Regions from separate parts of the Sus scrofa genome. Here region 2 is linked to region 1. A link is a contact called in public HiChIP or PLAC-seq data. All regions are on one chromosome and are shown on one strand. The core of a region is the stretch at or near the end of the contact, and the rest is flanking DNA. Distances in the headings are between cores, read along the strand shown.

Region 1 (3,343 bases), core at 449-2,948:
CCTTCAAAACACCTTCTAGCTTTCCCTATGCCCTCCTTAAGCGCATGTTTCCATTCAAGCAAAGTGCACGCATGCAGGCGGAGCTGGAGTTTCTGGCCCATCAAAGTCAAGTATGGTAATGCTTGACTTTGATGAACAGGGCAGCACCTATGTAAGAGCTCCTTGGCATTCCACTGGAAACCTCAGCCCAGACTGCCATAGGTCCATTAATTAATCATCAATCTGTAGCTACAGCTGTTCTCCCAATTCCCAACTCCACTACTCCGTCTTGTCCATAGGATGTCATAAGGAAACTACCAGATGTGCCAATAAATTCTTGCTATAGTTTGTCATCCACCAGTCTGACTTTCTTGGCAAATGAGATGAGTTGGCCCTGACACACCCTGTTCTTGGGAAATCCATGCTGACTTCTAGTGATCACTGCTTCTTTTTTGTTGTAAGCATAAACCTTCTTATCAGGCTCCAAAGCTGTCATCTCAGAACTTCTAAAAGAAGACAGAAAGCATCTTACCTACATCATCTTATCTGAGCTCCATTTTTTTCCAACTCTATCTTTTCATTTATCTTAAGAGTATATATAAATAAATACACACACACACACACATATATATAGGGTTTTTAAAGCCCTTCTTTTAATATAACATATCTCCTAACCATTATCTCCTCTCTCTCTAGCATTTCTCTGAAGATGGAATCACATTTTATTTGACTTTGATCCAAAGCCAGTAGAATGAGATTGGCATATAGGCTTTTGTATTAGTTTCCTAGAGATACCAAAACAGAAATACCACAAGCCGGATGCCTTAAAACAGCAGAAATATATTACCTGATAATTCAGGAGGCTAGCAGTCTGAAATCAAAATGTGGCAGAGACATGCTCTTTTGAAACCAATAGGAGAATGCTTCCTTGCTCTTCCTAGTTTCTGGCAGTTTTCTGGTGATCTTTGGCTCCCTTCACTTGTAGATGCAGCCCTCTAATCCTCCATCGTCATACGGTATTCTCCCTATGTCTCTGTGTTTTCACAAGGTCATGTTCTTACAAGGGCACGGGTTATATTAGATTAGTCCTACCCTACTGCAGTATGACCTCAATTTTACATATAGGCAATGAACCTATCTCCAAATATGGCCATATTCTGAGGGACTGGAGATAAGGAGACTTCACCGTATCTTTGGGAAACATAGTGCAAACCCTACAAGTCCTCTATTAATATTTTTTCAAAAATAAAAGAGTGAATAAATATGATGAAAGAAAGAAACAAAAATCTAGTGCTTACTATCTACCCCTTTCTTTTTCTAAGCCTTCAAACTGTGGCCCATTTATGCATTCTTTTTTCAGCAGCCAACTAACAAACAAGACTCTCTTCTGATGTAGGCCAAGATTCTTAACACTTTTATAGAGAACTAGAAGGTGCACAAAATCCAAAGGACTAAATCACTCATGGAGTGATTTCAGGGAACATTTTGTCTGGCACATTGCTCAAACTCTTTAAACCCAATAGAGGAAGCTTGGGCTTGCTCCTGAAACACTGAGTTTATAGAAATATTCAAACTGATGATCCCTGCTACATTACCTAGTCATGTCTCTAGGAAGGAACTTCTAACCCTCTGAGGCACACGAGATGTCTAGGCACAGTGGGCGGCCAAGGGAGAAGGTTCCTTTTGAGTGTCTGGCTTACGTTGCTTCATGGCTGTGTGTTGTGTAACTTCCTCCTCTTCCTTTGCGGTTCTCCCATAACCCAGCCCAACTTGAGGCAGCACTCCTGAGAGTGTGCAGGCTATAGGAAACAACGTGTGGAAGAGCAATGTCACTGATGACTCTATGAGCACAGGAGCTCAGGGCAACCCACTTTGGGGTCCCGGAGTCTCCAGAGCAATCACTCAGTTCCCAGGGGGACCTTGAACCGCAGCCAACTTGGGGAAGATATTTAAGTTTTATTTTGGTGGCTGCAGCTACAGACTCCCAGATAGAATCTAGGAGAGAAGGAATGAAGGTATGAATCTCAGGAAACAAAATCACTAGGTTCATGAGTGCGTATGGGTCATTTCAAAGTACCCTAAAAATAGTATGGACACTTACCGTCCTGCACTGGCGGGCAAAGATTGGAGCCAGAAAACTACTGTGTTTGCCTAGTACTGGGACTTAGATTACGCCAAGGTAAATGCGGCTCAGAATGTAGGGTGACAAGCATATGAAATAACTGTGCTCTTGAGGTAGAGCCGTTTGTTCCACTCACAACACTGAGCCTAGAGCTGAGAATGGGGTCTGCATTTCTTGGACCCTGCTAATGCTTGCCCACGATCGGATGCTGCTTCTCTTCATCTGCAAGACCCCTTCCTTTTCATAAATGAGACAGTTAAGTTTTAGCTTTTAAAAGATTAAAGGGATTTTGAGAAGCTTTCAGAAATGAAACCTGATGACTAGTAAACCCTATACTCTGAAAAAATTGAAAGTTCATCATAGTCTCTACCCAGACCAGGAGAATCAAATCATTATGTCTTATGTTTCAGCGCTTTCTTTCTTTTGATTTGTTCCACTAAACGATGGGTACCCTCAAAGTCTAACTTCTTTGGAAAATTAAACTGAAATGAAAAGCTAAATTTTATTTTTTGCTGAGGAGTTTTAGTGTGTTCGTATGTTAATTGGCCCTGGATATTGGCCCTGGATTTCTTATAAGTCTTTTTTTTTTTTTTTTTTTTTTGTCTTTTTTGTCTTTTTGTTGTTGTTGTTGTTGTTGCTATTTCTTGGGCCGCTCCCGCAGCATATGGAGGTTCCCAGGCTAGGGGTTGAATCGGAGCTCTAGCCACCGGCCTACGCCAGAGCCACAGCAACGCGGGATCCGAGCCGCATCTGCAACCTACACCACAGCTCACGGCAACGCTGGATCGTTAACCCATTGAGCAAGGGCAGGGACCGAACCCGCAACCTCATGGTTCCTAGTCGGATTCGTTAACCACTGTGCCACGACGGGAACTCCCCTCTTATAAGTCTTAAAGGAATTGGGGCGGGGGGGTTAATTTAAGAGATGGCAGGATTAAAAAAAAAAATAGCTCATGCTCTGGAGACTAACTTATCTAATTTCCAATGAAGCATTTCTGGAGGAATGTGGATTTTTATCTAGTTGTTTTCAAATGCCCCAGAGCAAAAGCAGCTTCTGTTCTAGCTTACTCCTCAAGACTCCTATTTTCCTTTTTAATTTAATTTTATTATTTATTTATTTTCTTTTTAGGGCCACAGGTGCAGCATATGGAAGTTTCCAGGCTAGGGGTCAAATCAGAGCTGCAGCTGCTGGCCTACACCACAGCCACAGCAATGCCAGATCCACAGCTTGTGGCAACACCG
Region 2 (3,343 bases), core at 395-2,894, 460 kb after region 1:
GCCCGACTCCTGTCATCTGGGGCAGAGGTACACAGGGATTACAGTGTTTGTATATGTCTAGCCATCAGCTGGGCTTGTTTTATATAATGATACCAAGCCCTGTGTCATGCCATTCCATCTGTTTCTTTGAAAGATAAATATACAGTTAGCACAGGACAGATCCTGTTACAGTCAACTCCATGGCAGAAATAAACTTTCTCCCTGTGGGTATTCCTATATAATTAAAGGCTGAGGTGGGATGAAACCCTCCCCAGGGGATTGGTGGATGCTCAGACCAGTCCTTCTCCAGAAGAGAGAAAACACCTCAAGCTCTGTTCTCATGACTCTGGGATCCAATGGGAAAAATGTTTACTTGTGACATGTAGATAAGGCAGCCGAAACAAATTTCCTTATCTTGTTATAACTGTGCTGTTTTATTGGTTTATTCAGCATTTATCGAATTTAGATGTTCTGGTATGTTTAACGTGGAATTATAGGGGATAATGGGAAGAGATAAAAAGGGATTAAGGAGGGGGAATACGAGATACCGAATCATGGCTGAACTCAAACTTACTTGAATTGATCTAGGCAGAATCATTAGATTGAGGCTGATCATGGGAGGAGGAAGTGATTGGGGAGATGATGACAGAGGGGGAAGTGAGGTGTGGCAGATAGTTGATTATTAGGAGTGCTACTTTTCACCCTTTTTGTCTGATATATATGTGTGTACACACACCTTTCTAAAAGTGTAAATGTGTATATATCCTCTTAGTTCGGCTTTCATAGGTACAACCCCTCTCTCCCCCAGGACAGACCATACAGAGTCTTTGTTGACCTCCTGCATCTAGAGGCAGTGTCTTGCCTCATCGAACAAGGCATACCTATAATGGGTGATGTCCATTCTCTGGTTTCCATCCAGCTCTGTTGTCAGTGATCAGCCCCAGTGTTGAGGCCTCCTCCAGGACCGTGCCCTGCCCTGCTTTGTCACATAGCTGGAAATCACACTCTGGAGGTCATCAGTTGTGGGGTTCCTGGGATGGGTGATTCGATGAGTAAGAGCAGAGATTGCTCTGGGCATAGCTTGTCCTTGAAGTGTGGTGCCTTATCAGATCCTACTGCCTGCCCTCAGTTCTGTCCCCTGGGAGGATGGCTTTCATCTGCCATATGCACCTCAGGGCTGCTTCAGAGAAAGGGCTGTGTCACTCTTAGCCCACATCACTCCAACTTTGCCATTCTTGGCATCCTGCTTCCTCTGCCAGTGGATGTTGCTAGAGTGGTAGGGACTCCCCGATGGGCTGGTTTGCTGAGTACCAGACTTCTCTTTCATAGCCTTGGGATTTGTGAGAGTGTATAACCATAAACTCACATGTAACTTGATCAGGCTTCCCCTCACCCTACGTTTTATTCTGAGTGTCCTATGGTTTAAAAATCAGTAACAGAGCTATTGTTAGATTTGGTCATAAACGTTTTTAACCTTATACCTGAAAGCTTGGGTTGGATTTTTTTTTTTTTTTTCCCTCAAGTGTAGACGGGAAGTGGACAGTCTAGACAGAAGAGAGTCAGCATTAATGAGGACACGGAAACACGAAGACTTATTCCGAACTGAGGAGGCTGGTATGGCTGGAGTTCAGGCTGTGTGTAAGAGGGCATGGGAAGCAGAAGACGAGCTGCACATCTGGATTGGAGCCAGTCAGTGCTGAACCCAGGAGGTTACAGAGGAGTTTGGTCTCCATACTCCCTGCAGAGCCACTGGAAGCCTTTCAAAAATTTTTGTTGCTGTTATGGTTTTGAAGGAAGGGGCATAGTTACAAGTATCTGTGTTTCAGAAATACTACCTGCTAAGTTTTATAGAGAATTACCTGATTTCTCTGCGTATCTGTGCTGGTGATTTTTATCCTCAGTTAAAGGAGTCTGCCTAAGGAAGCCTCCTTTTGTGTTTGCTTTATTTATGACTTCTAGGTGACATTTCCAACTGCAGTAGCAATCTCAAATTGCACTCTGTAAAGTGAAATCTAGTACTTTAAATTGCCCTTTTTGGGTGGCATTTATTATATGTTTTTCTTAGTTTATTTTGGGGTGGTATTTATTATAAAGGTGACTAAGATCTAGTAGTTATTTAACTTATAGTAAATCTCATTGTTACCAGTTAAGGTACTTTTTTTTTTTTTTTTTTTTTTATAACGACTGAATAATCATCTGAAGCTTGGTGGTACTGATTGAAGGAGGTATATTTGGTATTTGTGGCTCCTTATTGTGAGACAAATTTGTGCCCAGTCTTACTGTGTGCCAGGCTGATCAAAGATAAATAAGAATGAGCTGCCATAAGTTCACAGTAAGGCAGATTGATACTGAGAATTCAAAAAAGGTCATTTCGGCAGTAGACATACATGTAAAGAAAAAAAACAGTGCAGTGAGCCTGGGTGAAGAGGGGAAAAGATCAGGAGTGACGCCTGTAGTGAGTTTATTTTTTGTTACTAGGATTTTGTTTGTAGCTGTATATTACTTAATGAATATGATCCATCTATTCATTCAACAAATGTCCCTTACTATCTGCCAGATACTTTATTGGGTTGTGGGGGATGTGGGTGTAAGATTGCCTTCTTGGCCTCTAGGAATCTGATTGCTCACATGGAGAGGCAGGCCAGTCAGTAGCAAAAAGAGGCATTCTGGGGACTGGGTATTGCCCCCCAAAACTGTAGAAATACAAAATTTTCCTAATCATTTTGTTTAATAATTAACAGAATCTAATAGAATCTTACCATGTATTAAGTATGAGAGGGGGAAAAATCCTTTCGTAAATTACCTTCTTAATTGCTGTTTGAGAAAATTTGTTGAGTGAATGAGTGTATCTTTTGTGTAAGAGGTTTTTACAAATTGGTATTAATTCAAAAGAATATTTGCATTATTTGCTATTGGCTATCCCTTTATCAAAAGGATACTTTTTTTTCCTCCAGTTGAAATTTCCAGGAAGTATCATTGTCATAGGATTTCTGTCCAAGCACTTTTCTGAAGCCAATGGGTGGGTGTATGTTTAGATCCAAGAGAAACAAATTATAACCATGGATGTGAACTTTTCACAGTCTTCTCAAAATAAAAGCCTGAAAAAATATTTTTTATGCTTCTCTCTTACAAATACTATGTGTTTTTCTAAAGAGGAATAAAACCAAGACAGCGTAGTAATCGTATTAGGCCTTCATATTGTTCCCACCTTCCCTTGTAATTAGCACAACCCCTCCAAATGTTCATTGAGAATTTTTGGCCATAGTGTCAAATCTTAAAATTTGGTAGAAAGAGGTATATATATATATGGTGAAGTTCAAGTAACATTGGACATTGCTGTTTTAAAGAATGCAGGCATTTTGGG

What was found. HiChIP or PLAC-seq counts read pairs in DNA pulled down with a chosen protein or histone mark.
Region 2: a contact with region 1 is called in an H3K27ac HiChIP or PLAC-seq map of alveolar macrophages. The contact joins two enhancer-like sites. A contact is called at or near these places in 1 of 47 Hi-C or Micro-C datasets (epiblast stem cells) and 1 of 2 datasets of contacts at active chromatin or transcription factors (alveolar macrophages).

Annotation. Positions count from the first base shown.
Region 1 is chr1:32,022,848-32,026,190 of Sscrofa11.1, forward strand. It overlaps a transcript of ARG1 not described here. Among named protein-coding and RNA genes, the nearest start is that of ARG1, 4.2 kb to the left of the region's middle. Within about 2 kb of position 1,699, at least 6 of the 83 cell types and tissues checked have an H3K27ac peak or open chromatin away from gene starts, as enhancers often do. A contact at or near this core is called in alveolar macrophages, where this site is marked.
Region 2 is chr1:32,483,322-32,486,664 of Sscrofa11.1, forward strand. The region is part of intron 1 of EPB41L2 (band 4.1-like protein 2); the gene reads left to right. Among named protein-coding and RNA genes, the nearest start is that of EPB41L2, 67 kb to the left of the region's middle. Within about 2 kb of position 1,645, at least 17 of the 83 cell types and tissues checked have an H3K27ac peak or open chromatin away from gene starts, as enhancers often do. A contact at or near this core is called in alveolar macrophages, where this site is marked.